2 separate regions of the Arabidopsis thaliana genome follow, and region 1 is linked to region 2. A link is a contact called in public capture Hi-C data. All regions are on one chromosome and are shown on one strand. The core of a region is the stretch at or near the end of the contact, and the rest is flanking DNA. Distances in the headings are between cores, read along the strand shown.

Region 1 (7,016 bases), core at 3,855-6,354, 230 kb after region 2:
ACTTGAAACCCCAACCGCTGAACTTTCTTGACAAGAGCAGCGGGAGGCGGTGAACCTCCGGTAAGAACATGGACCGGCCCAGACCTATGTGACAGGTCAAGTGAATTTCCTTTCAGAAGAATGTTAAAAACCGTAGGAACACAACACATATGCGTCACGTTATGCATTTCTATGTTTTTATAGATCTCCGGGGCAGTCACATGCCTCATACACACACTAGTACCCCCACGGGCCGCAGTTCCCCATGTAAACGTCCATCCATTGCAATGAAACATAGGCAGAGTCCAAAGGTAGACAGGGCATGTCCCCATTTCCCAACCAATAATCGCGCTTAATGTGCTTAAATATGCTCCTCGGTGGCTAATCACAACACCTTTTGGGTCGGCTGTGGTACCCGATGTGTAGTTTAAAGAGATTGGATCATGCTCGTCTTGAATACAGAACATGCGTGCCAACAACAAGGGCGTAGGCTCTCCCCTCTGGATGAGACACTCGTAGTCTGACTCCTCGGACGAAACCCTTTTAGGGAAATCAATCTCGTGGATAAATATGACCGGCAAGTTTAGGTTTGAGTCTTCAGATGATAATAACTGGAGGATTTCTCGAGCCAATGGCTCAAAACTGCGGTATATGAATAAAATCTTGGGCTTGGCGTGGCGGAGGATTGCGGCAATGGATGTTGCGTCTAGACGAGTGTTGATAGGGTTAAGTACAGCTCCAGCCATGGGAACGGCAAAGTGCATCTCATACATGGCCGGTGTGTTTGGAGCAACAACGGATACCTAAACACATAATTATGGGTTAAGTACAGTCACAGATACTCTATACAAATGAATGTTTATCTCAGATAAACGGACTATCTCTAAAAAAACTAAAACTGTTCAGAGAAAAAATAAGGTAAGGATAGTGTGACATACCACATCGTTCTTGCCGATATTAAGAGATATGAGAGAAGCGGCTAGACGACAGCAACGGTCATAGGTCTGAGGCCAAGTGAAACGAGTTTTTCCGTATATTATCGAAGTTCGATTCGGATAACACTCCGAAGCTCTCTTCAAGAACGTTATGGGAGTTAGAGGAACATTGTTTGCTTCACATAACGCCAAATTATCCATCTTCTTCTTCGTCTGGTTATTCTTTGTGTTTAATGAACGTTTATGTGTGGGAAAAGGGATACACAAAGATATAATGTATATATAGAAAAATAATGAGAATCAACAAGTCATATTTTAAGAACTATATGTAAAACGTGGCTAAAACTAAAAAGTAAGAAAAATAATTTGTCACTTAATTATTGGTGTGTGATTTAAATAAAGTTTTAATGACTTAAATGTTATGTAGAATTTGTTGTTATTTAATCAAGATTTTTTAAAATTTTGGTAAAGTTTGGTGATATTAGTTTAATATTTGTAAAAAATAATCTAAAATCTTAAGTTATTGGATTTCTTCTTTTATAAAGTTAACAAAACTTTTTTTGTTATTCAATTAAAACAAAAAGAATTTATGATTGTTAATAAATTAAATTATTGTGTTATTGGTTTATAACTTTATATACTTTTCTTCACAAAATAAAATAATGAAAAATATCATCAAAATAAAAAAATTGTTTGAGAAAATTTACAAGATAGTTTAAAACCATTCATTCATTCATTTTTCTATGATTTTATTAAAGTCATGAAAATTTATTAAATAGGAACACCCCTAAATGTAAAACGCGGCTAATTTTGGAAATAAAAATAATCTGTCGCTTGCAATTATTGAAAGGAAATTATTGCAAGGGTCCTTTTCCTTCTCAACATTTTTTTGTGGTCAGGTTTCAAAAAAATTTGGAATTGAGTGATTTCCACGAACCACGATTTATCTCAGCTACTGACCGACAAGGTTGATCCATACTGTTTGTATCCCTCTTCATTTACTCAATAAATCCAACAGAGCTAAATTATTTTTTTCGTCAATTTAAATCCAGATGGTGACTGATGATGATTCGTTTTTACCTTCTTATAACTTTTATTTCAGCTTTTTGTTTCTTTAGTTTTTTCTTTTCTTATCATTCTTTTGTGTTTTGGGTATTTTTTTTATCTTATTTGGTTGTCATTTGGATGCAAGTAAGCAAAATAATGATATATGATTATCATGCAAAAGCATCTAAAAGATCATCTGCTGGGATGTAAACTTACTTACCATGCAAATTTATTGAAATTTGGACAGTATAGTATGAAGTTGAGTTTCAACCAAAAAAGATTTTCCGGTGTAGAATCACCTTTCAACTCAAATTTCGTATTGAACTCATTCAAGCTTTTTCCACATTTGAGGTCGTCAAAGAGGTGTTCGAGACCTTATTTTCACGTTCAAATTATATATATAATACATAATATATCATTGTCATAATAGTCTAATCATTTTTTTCTAATTCATTATTCGTAGTTATCTTGGACAAAAATCAAAATCTCTAACAACTATCATTGTCAAATATTACATTCGACGTTTGTTGGGGAATACTTGGTGAGCTGTGAAAGTATAGAAAAATCATCCACAAGCTGGAATTGAAGGAACTAACGGCAATGATGCGTCTCTATCACACATATCCGGACTAATGTTTATGACTCCTTCACCCTGCCATGTGTAGTTATGTGGTCAAAATTATGCAACTTATAATAGACGAAAAATGATACGAGTGGTTTGGAGTGTTTGGACAACCAAACGGGGTGAATAGAGTTGATTAAAAAAATAAAAATGACGAGCTTTAAAATTTTAGAATGTCAAAGTATAGAGTTGATTAGACTTTGTTACCTTAGCAATGTTTCTGAAGTACGAAGTTGTATAGTTTCCCGTTGGAAACAAGGCTTCAACAATGTCAGCCAGTACAAGATTTGGTTGCGAGATTGCTCCGTCATACCAGTCTACTCATTCACAATTTCCAAGACACTGGTTTTTAGCTCAAATCAACAGAAAAAAAAAAAACAATGTCTTATAACTTTCTTACCAAGAGTTGTTCTGTTTCTGACCCTTTTGTCATATCTCCAGATGCTTTGATTAGCAAGAAACGCAAAACAAGAGTTATCATCCACGTTTATGTTCGCCAAGAACGTTGTCTGTGTGTAGTTTTGAGGGTCAGATGATAGCGTTTCATCGATCACAGCATCCACAGTCTGAACAATCGAATTGTAGAGGCTAAGCAAAAGAAGTTTGTTTTTGGTCATCAAAAAGATGAAAGCAAAACAAGTATGACCAGCTTACACATAAAATGGCATGGAGTGCTTCCAAATCATCAGGATCAGAGACATTGTAAGAGACCTTGTTAATAGACTTGTCGATATTTTCACCACCAGCATCTTCTACAAACTGTTGTGTATGGGTTTGTCATGTTCAGTTCCAAAGCTTTTCCCAAGCATTTAAGGGAATAATTGAAAGTGTCAAATATTGAAATGCGTACCTTTAGCTTGTGTGATTCCTTAGTAAAACTCCACATGCCTCCCTTGAAAAAACAATTATGCGTTATGAGTTTGAAACCATAAACAGACATTTATCTTCGTATTTTAAGAAACAAAACAGTTAAAATAGCTAGAGACAACCCTTGACAAAAAAGAAGAAGAAGAAAGTTTTCTTACATTTTGATCATATCCCATCCAGGCTACAATCGGCTTGAAGGATTTTGTCTTGTTGGCAGCCATTTGAGACAAGCAAGTATAGCTTGCTTTAACCTTAAAGTTTCCATAACATACTTTATAAACAGCAAGAATAGACCATGTAGGCAGATTTTGCTAAGAGAATCACAAATAGTCACTAACCGAGTCATAGACTTGATTGGCTTTAGTTTCAAGATTTGTAAACGCTCCAAGGAATTTGATCCACTCCGCTCGCTTATTCAAGATTACAAAACCAGCACAACCTCATATCAAAATGTGTAATGGTTATCAATTTTGGTTAGGTTTAGAACTATGCAAAGATAATAATTGGCACCTGAAGAGGTGTTCCTTCACTAAGTGGAAAAAAGTTTGCAAAATTGCAAGTCTGAGGTTGATCAGTATCGCTGATGAAATGCGCCGCGAATTGAGATAGTTGTTCACCTTTGTCAAGCTTAACTACTTCCCCTGCCTCACACAGTTTCAGAAGACACGGTGAAACTACCTCATCCGATGTTATTCCCTTCAAGCTTCCGAGTAATCCAAGTAACTGCATATAATCAAAACTAAATCCATTTTTTTTTTTTGGTACATTTTAAAGTGTGATCCTAGTCTTCTATAGAATTTTTTGGCTAGTGCCAATAAAAGTCTAGAGCTTATGTATTGAGATACTAGAAAGGAGTGTTTACCTCAAAGAAAGAAACCGGAACACTTCCTGCATAAGAGAAAACATAGAGATCTAAAACAACAGAATTTTGTTAAACAGAGGAATGAAACAGGGGAGAAAAAAACAGAACATACCTTGAGAAGATTGAGTGTCTAATGAGTAATTTAGAAGTGGAATCACATAAGACTTTATCCTGGAAGTACAATACTTTGTCCGAACCGCCATTCTAGAAGTGTTCTACATATTATCCTCAATTATCAGACACGAACCATACCATACATTTGGAAACAAAAAGATGAAAGATAAGTTAATGAGAAAAGAGCAAGAACCTGAATAAGGAGATAGCTCTTGCCATCAATGGCGTTTTTGATGACTTTAAAGGTCTGTCCATAATAGATATGGAAATTCGTAGCATCTTCCACCTTTGAAATGATTCCAACCTTTACATTGTTGGAAGCTCCGTTTGATAATCTAGCTACCATGCACCACAATACTAACAATAGTATCAGAGGCCAAGAACTATAAGGCAATGGAGACATTATCACTGTTAATGGTGATGAAGAAAGAAGACAAAATCACAATTAACCCTTTTTGAATTTAGATTGGCTCTTCTTGAATTCACAAGACAAATATCTGTGGGTTTTCCATAGAGGGAGAGAGATAGAGTGGAGAGTGATAGGGAGAAATATTTTATTATTGTTGTTGGCAAAAATAAATAAACTTTTTCTATATGCTAGAATTCTGTTGGAATGTACTTTTTGTTTTTAGTTTGATTTAAGAATAATTGTGGAATTCAGATGGAATATTTGCCTCACTGGACATCCTCACTCAAGTGTAAATGTATATGCAACCACTATTTCACATTCTTCATACATGTGAATACCCTTTTGTATTCATTTTAGTATAGTGTTTATACGGACAATTGATTCATTATCCCTATGTCTCTCCAATTCCTATAGATGGAAGTTCAAACAGATTGAAACTTGTGTCAAGGTTGCAAAAGCATGTGAAAAACAAATAAATGTATAAATTTCTGGTTAATTCCGTTTAAGAAATTTAAAAATCGATCTCAATGCTGTTTATAACACAATGAAATAATTTCTTACCACAACCAAAAAAAAAATTAGAAAAATATAAAAAATATTTGGAAAGTGAGGTTTTGATTGATTGTGAGAACAATAGAGGAGGTGACCCGTGAAGAAAGCACGCGACTATTATTTGATTTGTCACTTTGTGTTTCAATAGTTACCACTTTCGCTTTCTTGTGATTTTCTGTCTACACCCATTACGTATCACCACGTGCATCCCAATCCCCATTACCACAATCTCGACTCCAAGATTTGAGATCGTAAAAGATAACGCAAATTATAATCATTTTAGGGTGTTGTAATTATTGTTAATGATATATACCAACTGTATCATTAATTTTTCTTGAATTTCAAAGGATATGGGAGTTCTTGTTTTCTTTTTTTTTGGTTAAATGGGATTTAAGTTGTAACTTTAAAGTAGGAATAAAGTCAAAGGCTCAAAGCCATATCCATAATATGATACATCTTACCAAGACGCATGAAAATTAATGGATCCATATTTCAACGGAACAATGTTTTAAATAACCTAAACTTTCAAAGAACTTTGTAAATTTCAAAGGATATTGGGAGTTTTTTGTTTTTGGTTGGGATTTATGTTTAAAGTATTTTAAAACGCATGAAATTAGGATCCACATTGAACATCTTTTAAAATAAACCTAAACTTCCGATGAACTTTGTATATTGTAACACTCCAATCCAGCCCATTAAGGCCCAAGTACCCTAAATTATGTCGTTGTGTGTTACTTAAAGTCTCACAAGTCACTTAACGCATCTCAATCTTCAACCCTAAAACAGGCAACGAACCTCAGCCACCACTGTCCATCGTGGTTGAGTTCGACGAAGTTTGTTGTTGTGATCCGATCTGATCCTAATGAAGATGAGGAAGGAAACAGTTTCTGGTAGGGGGAGTGAGATTCAATTGTAGTTATACTTCAGCAAGTAAGGCTAGATGAGAGGTGTCGACATCACCCCTAAAGGTATACCTAGCTGCCAAACTCTTTGATTGCCATGCAAGAATCAACAATATCTATAAAAATCCAGTATGCATAATCATCTTTTGAACTGGTTCTTGTGCTAGAGTTACAAAATCCTAGTTGTACTAGTACCAAACTTTTATGACACTTTTTAGCAGCTTGTTTTCGGTCAAGCTTGAAAACATGATCCATGGAAACATAACATCTATTTTTTTTGTAAATCATAAATTTGTTCATATAAAAGAAGATTTAATTATTAATTGCTAATGACTAAGATATTAAAAATTCAATGTTGAAACGTATCGATATTTGGTATGTTATGAGATATGCATACTCACGACATTGTTAATGTTGCAACGTATCGTAATATGCATATTATGACGGGGCAAGTCCGTCTAGTCCTCTTCACTCAGCGTTAGACACATTCGTTTATTCTATGTTTTGTTTGGGAGAGAATAATGAAGTTTCAATCGCCGATCCATACAAACTATTAAGAGCCAGGAAAGCAAATCTTGGCTCCATGAGATTGGCGAGCTTCTCTGACGCACCTAGATTCTTTTGTAAGAGAGGTTTTTTTCCTCTCTCTATCTTCCATTCACATTTGTTTTAATATTGAAACCGACAGTTTGAACCGTATAGGTTATTCTTAAATATTATCTGTCAA
Region 2 (6,469 bases), core at 1,489-3,988:
CAACACGTTGAACCCCATAAGGCATGCTTGCCTTGCAGGCTGCAGCATCCAATAGCATTGCAACTTGTTGACCTGAATAGAACACAAGCGTGGAGTATCCGATTCGTCAGCGCTGCCTTGTTATAGCAATTGATTCTTGCAAAGTAATAATCTGAAGCTATAAGGTTTTTTGCGCCACAACTTGACTTGCATCCCACCACACTTGGCTCGACATTCGTTAAGGATGCCGTATTGTTGCAACCAGCCGCTATAAGTGTTTGTGCTATTTTTCTTATGTATCTCTTCTCTGTTTATAGTCTCAGATTTCTGGTATGCAGGTTGTGGCCAGAGATTCTGTTTTATGAAGCTGGTCCATTGATGGCCTAAAGAGTGAATAGATAAGTTAAGCAGTGAAGGTCCCTAGTTTCTGCAACTTCAAAGAGCTAGAGGAATGTGTTGAGACATTTTGAGATATACACAAACAAAAATTAATAACTAAGAAGTTCATTAAATAAACACATAAAACAGAGTAGTCATACAATAGTCAGATATGCATGATGGACAAAGAGATATTCCTAAATATAGATAGAGCGTTTGGTGGAAACAACTTCACATTCAGTTCTACGCTTAACACAAATAGTCCTAGAGTAGTAGACATGGCATGATAGCTAAATAGATATAGATAGAGTGTTTGGTGGAAACAACTTCACATTCTCTTCTACGCTTAAAACATTTTCCTAGAGTTCACAACTTCACATTCGATCTCCACATTCAAAGTATCTTCATCCAAGTAAGCCTCCTGAAGATCAGCTAAAGACAAGGATTGAGGAATACCCCTCGCTTTGGTCGCTGCCATGATCCATTGTTGAACTACAAGAACAAGGAATCAATGTCGTCAAAAGAGTTGGGACATTTGCTTATTGAAAATGTCATCAGTATCATCCATCAAGGCAAGACATAAGCATTGTGAAAATAGTAATATCAATAGTTTTTGACTTACGCCAGACTGTTTTGTGTTTGGATCCACGCGGGTCTAAAGCCCTTAGTTGTGCTCGCACGGAAATCATCTCACCAGGCGATAAGACTTCACCGTCAGCTAAATGCAAGTACTTGCAGAACTCGTTATCTGCCTCAGAGTCTCCCTTTGGATACACAGTTAGAGTCCTGTAAAACATTATCATCCACTTGTTAGCAAGTTACCACTAATACACTCATACAACAATATCTATCAGAAGGAAAAAACTCACCAATTCTTTCCTCCCATTGCAAAGGTTTTAGATATGCAATCATTCTGTTTCAGAACAGAGAAATCACGAATGCTCCAAGAGAATTTGTGAAAAGGGAGATTCTCATCAACAGGGACGGGTGATGAAGCAATCTTCACATGAGCACCAAACTCACATGGTTCTCCTTCCACGATAAATCCCTTTGCAGGGTCAGTGAATGTTTCAAGCGACATAGCTTTTGGCAATCCCCAAACCGTTTTAGAAGAACTGAAACGCTTAACTTCAACATCTACATGTTTACACGTATACACACACATTACGATTCATTCATTCATATATACATACGAGAGAAAAAGAGAGATAATAAGGATTTGAGCATACGAACCTTGGATTGAGAGGTACTTGTTGTCTTTCTTGTTAAAGACAAAGAAAGAGAGATAATCAAACACATCAATGGGTGGTGTTGTGGATGAGAGACATTCCACATACATAGACACAAAGCCCTTTCCATTGTCCTCTTCGTTTCCTTTTGGGTAAACAACCAATCTCCTGATTTTTACAAAAAAGGCAACATTTCTTAGTTATATATGCTTGTAGTGAAGAAAGATGTGAAAGTCTGACAAGAGAACAAGACGAAGGAGGAGTCTTTCTCCAAGTCTTCAACATTGCAGAATCTGATGCATATGAACCCATTTTCTCTACAAAATGTTGCAACCCTAGAGAGCAAAACAAAACATACCCATAATCAGAAATGATCTGACGAAAATCGAGTTACAATACACAAGAGAACATTTTTTTTAGAATTCTCAGATATTAAAAATGACACAGAAAGCTTTATGCTTTTTCCTCTTAAAAGACTAAACAAGTTGAAATCTAGAGAAAGAACTGACCAACCTGAGACAACGAGAGAGACTTGAGAGATTTCTTCGGCACTTACTATTAGATCTAGGGTTTAGATACCATTTATATAGAGAAAGTTTTAGAGTTGCACAAAACATAAATTAATGTGTTAGAATGGGCCTAAAGCTACAAAGCTGGCCTGGTTTTGTTTTAAATTGTTGGTTTCATGGACATTTTCGACATCTTCGAACATGTTATTTTTTGAGACTATGCAAACTTGAAGCTCTTTACTCGAGTTGAAATCGTATGACTTATAGTGAAATTGTACATTTGGTTTCGATTTTTCTTTTACACTCTTTCTTCTTTGAGCCGGTAAATTTGGAATTTTTCTTCATAGTGGAATCATATGCTGTTTTTTTTTTTTATAGTAAACGTTACAAGAATGAATGGTAACTTTATCCAAAAAAAAAGAATCATATTATTTTGAAATGATTTTAAGTAAATTCTAGGTTCAATAACATAAGATTTGAGACTAAATTTAAAATTTCTTAGTAAAATATATGATTTTTTTATAAATACCTATAAAATTAGTAATTAACAATACGGATTACGTACTGAATCAAACCCTTTGTATTTTGTTTTTCCTAGAAATAAGTGTAGATTTTTGGAATTTTGCATTAATTAATCACTTCTTGGGTCTGAAAGGCTAAAACAAAAGGAACCGAAAGAGAATGTTCTCTCTGTCTTTATCTTCCACTTCCACTTCCAGGTCGCGTTGCTTCACTCTCCATTGCAAAGAGAGGTCTCTGCGATTTCTGCAACTCACCCCTGAAACCTTCTTAATTTACTTCAACTGCCGCTATACCTAAAAACTTCATCTTTCTCCTCTGAGCTATGATAAAGATTGCAGATTTCACTCTCTTCTTCTTTATCTTCGTCTTCTCTCCCTCGTTGCCTCTAGCTCAATCTCAGCTTCCCGATCTCGACCCACAAGACAAAGCTTCTTTATTGATATTCAGAGTTTCGATTCACGACCTAAATCGAAGCTTATCGACATGGTACGGCTCATCGTGTTCTAACTGGACAGGTCTAGCTTGTCAGAATCCGACCGGAAAAGTTCTCTCCCTCACTTTATCCGGTCTGAATCTCTCCAGTCAGATTCACCCATCTCTTTGTAAGCTCTCTTCTCTTCAAAGCTTGGACCTTTCTCACAACAACTTCTCTGGAAACATTCCTTCTTGCTTCGGTTCGTTGCGTAATCTTAGGACACTTAATCTTAGTCGGAATAGATTCGTTGGTTCGATACCCGCCACATTTGTAAGTCTTAAGGAGCTTAGAGAAGTTGTTCTAAGTGAGAATAGAGATTTAGGCGGTGTGGTCCCTCATTGGTTTGGTAATTTCTCAATGAATCTTGAGAGAGTTGATTTTAGTTTCTGCTCGTTTGTTGGAGAACTACCTGAGAGTTTACTGTATTTGAAGTCTCTCAAGTACTTGAATCTTGAGAGCAATAACATGACTGGTACACTCAGAGATTTTCAGCAGCCATTGGTGGTTCTTAATCTTGCTTCAAATCAGTTTTCCGGTACGCTACCTTGTTTCTACGCCTCTCGTCCGTCTCTTAGTATTCTGAATATAGCTGAGAACTCTCTGGTTGGTGGATTACCTTCTTGTTTGGGTTCTTTAAAAGAGCTGAGTCATTTGAATCTATCTTTCAATGGCTTCAACTACGAGATATCTCCTAGGCTTATGTTTTCAGAGAAGCTTGTGATGTTGGACTTGAGTCACAACGGGTTTTCAGGTCGTCTTCCTAGTAGAATCTCGGAAACAACTGAGAAATTGGGTTTGGTTCTTCTTGACCTCTCTCACAATAGCTTTTCTGGTGATATACCGTTGAGGATCACAGAGTTGAAGAGTTTACAAGCATTGCGTCTCTCTCACAATCTTTTAACTGGAGATATTCCTGCTAGAATTGGTAATCTGACATATCTCCAGGTCATTGATCTTTCCCACAACGCGTTAACCGGCTCAATACCTCTCAACATTGTTGGTTGCTTTCAGTTACTTGCTCTGATGATAAGTAACAACAATCTCTCTGGCGAAATACAACCCGAGCTTGATGCGTTGGATAGTCTAAAGATACTGGACATAAGCAACAACCATATATCCGGTGAGATCCCGCTTACTTTAGCTGGTCTGAAGTCTCTAGAGATTGTGGATATAAGTTCCAACAACCTCTCGGGGAACCTTAATGAAGCCATTACCAAATGGTCCAACCTCAAGTATCTTTCTCTTGCCCGGAACAAGTTTAGTGGAACACTTCCTTCTTGGTTGTTCAAGTTTGACAAAATCCAAATGATTGACTACTCCAGCAACAGATTCTCTTGGTTCATACCAGACGATAACTTAAACAGCACACGCTTCAAAGATTTTCAGACCGGTGGAGGTGAAGGATTTGCTGAGCCACCAGGAAAAGTAGAGATCAAAATATCAGCAGCTGTTGTTGCTAAAGATGAATTAAGTTTCAGCTACAATCTATTGTCTATGGTTGGGATCGATCTTTCTGACAATCTATTACATGGAGAGATCCCAGAAGCTTTGTTCAGACAGAAGAATATTGAGTACTTGAACTTGTCCTACAACTTCCTTGAAGGTCAGCTTCCACGTCTAGAGAAGCTGCCAAGGTTAAAGGCCTTAGATCTTTCACACAACTCTCTGTCAGGTCAAGTCATTGGAAACATCTCAGCTCCTCCAGGACTAACCCTACTGAACCTATCGCACAACTGTTTCTCTGGTATCATTACCGAGAAAGAAGGGCTCGGGAAGTTTCCAGGGGCGTTGGCCGGAAATCCGGAACTGTGTGTGGAAACTCCCGGAAGCAAGTGTGACCCGGCAAACATTGATGCATCACAAGAGGAAATATATCAAAACGAATTGGTGGAAGGACCGATATCTATTTGGATATTCTGCTTAAGTGCGTTTATTAGCTTCGATTTTGGAGTGTTAGGTATCTTTTGCTCAGCTCGTGCTCGTAGTTATATTCTTCAGACCAAAGCTTAACTCCAGAGACTGATTGATGTATATTCAGTTGTAACACATGCATGTATGTTGTTGGTCTGAGCTGTGAAGTGGAAATGCTCGCTTTTAACTAAAGTCTCTCCCAAATGTTGTTACTTGTGTATATAGTTTGACCGGTTAACCTTTACATGAACCGTATTGGGTTCTTGTTCTGTTTGTGATTCAAGAAGTGATTAGACTCAATAATCTAGTACTATCTATCTAAACACATCGAAACTCGAGTCAGTGAGTAGTGGTGTTCATTTCGGAGATTAGGACAGGAAATGGTGGGTAATGATCAGGAACATACAATTTGGGTGTTTAAATGTATAATCCACGAGTACAAAAAATGATAATCGAAAATCAAACCGAACGAAATGAATAGAAAAAAACAGAGATATGGAGATCAATTAAAGTTTAGTAACAGATCTAACTAGCTAGAACCAATTTAATTTCTAACAATCTCGGTTTCAACTGAAATATGGTTTCGGAGAACCTGTGATAACTTTGCCAAAACCATTCACTAAACCATAACCAGGTTAATACTTATCTGAGTCAGAACAAGAATTCCGAAGGTTTGAAGAGCTGACCAAAGAACAAAACGGTCCCGGTTTTGTCTTCTCGGATAAGGAAAATAAATGGATGATCAGCCACAAAATCTATCTTCTTAGGAGGTGGCCCCATATCAAGAGCACAACCGTCATCTTCTACATCAGCAGTTGCAGCCGCAGCTTCAGCACCTTCTTCATCGATCTCGACACAAGCTTTATGGTACATTGACACTGAATGCAGTACTCCCACTTGATTCAAAACGCTTGTAGCAGAAAAACCGAATTCGATCTTAAACTTTGGAATTCTAAATTCCTCAAGTTCAACTTTGTATCTCGGAATGTGACTATCCAAGAATCCAGGTGTAGATGCTATTTTCTTCAAGAGATAATCCAATCCATCTTTCTTGTCAGGGAGATAGAAATACATTGAGAATTTGCGGTTGGTATCATCACGGCCTCGTCGGTAAGGACCTTGAAACCGTTATAAGCTCTTACTTTTTGTGTCTCGTAGCTGGTCATGAATGGCACAGAGACTGTAGTGCCATTGACCATGTGGAAGTCTCTGTCTTTTGTATAGTACTTTTCAAATGGTCTCTTCCAAGCTCCCTTGAAATACAATGCGTTTGCGTAAATCTTGTTGGTTCGGCTTGTCACAGATTCACGAGGAAGAAGATCTTTGATGAGATTATTGGTGTGATCTTCAACCCATGAATTCACCTCCTTACGCACTTCTTCAGCCTTCAAACAAAAAAAACACATATTGGATGATTTTTGAAAACAGTCTCCTAATTCGAATTATGATTTGGGAATCAACATACA

What was found. Capture Hi-C pulls out chosen DNA fragments and counts their contacts.
Region 1: a contact with region 2 is called in a capture Hi-C map of root, with 3 times the contacts expected there. A contact is called at or near these places in 2 of 26 Hi-C or Micro-C datasets (callus and root) and 1 of 3 other capture datasets (root).

What each region holds. Positions count from the first base shown.
Region 1 is chr1:24,513,497-24,520,512 of TAIR10.1, forward strand. It overlaps AT1G65900 (plant/protein), which reads right to left and starts at 5,105. Exons shown (of 11, transcript NM_105262.4): 1 at 4,620-5,105; 2 at 4,425-4,527; 3 at 4,313-4,338; 4 at 3,961-4,173; 5 at 3,789-3,860; 6 at 3,609-3,701; 7 at 3,434-3,475; 8 at 3,238-3,342; 9 at 2,984-3,149; 10 at 2,791-2,900; 11 at 2,262-2,613. The coding sequence starts at 4,829. The coding sequence ends at 2,527. It overlaps AAE12 (acyl activating enzyme 12), which reads right to left and starts at 1,163. Exons shown (of 3, transcript NM_105261.2): 1 at 918-1,163; 2 at 1-782. The coding sequence starts at 1,115.
Region 2 is chr1:24,284,004-24,290,472 of TAIR10.1, forward strand. It overlaps CLV2 (Leucine-rich repeat (LRR) family protein), which reads left to right and starts at 2,739. Exons shown (of 1, transcript NM_105212.3): 1 at 2,739-5,326. The coding sequence starts at 2,940. The coding sequence ends at 5,102. AT1G65370 (TRAF-like family protein) reads right to left here and starts at 2,344. Exons shown (of 5, transcript NM_105211.4): 1 at 2,100-2,344; 2 at 1,591-1,921; 3 at 1,227-1,494; 4 at 980-1,143; 5 at 466-849. The coding sequence starts at 1,696. The coding sequence ends at 704. It also overlaps the pseudogene AT1G65365 and the pseudogene AT1G65385.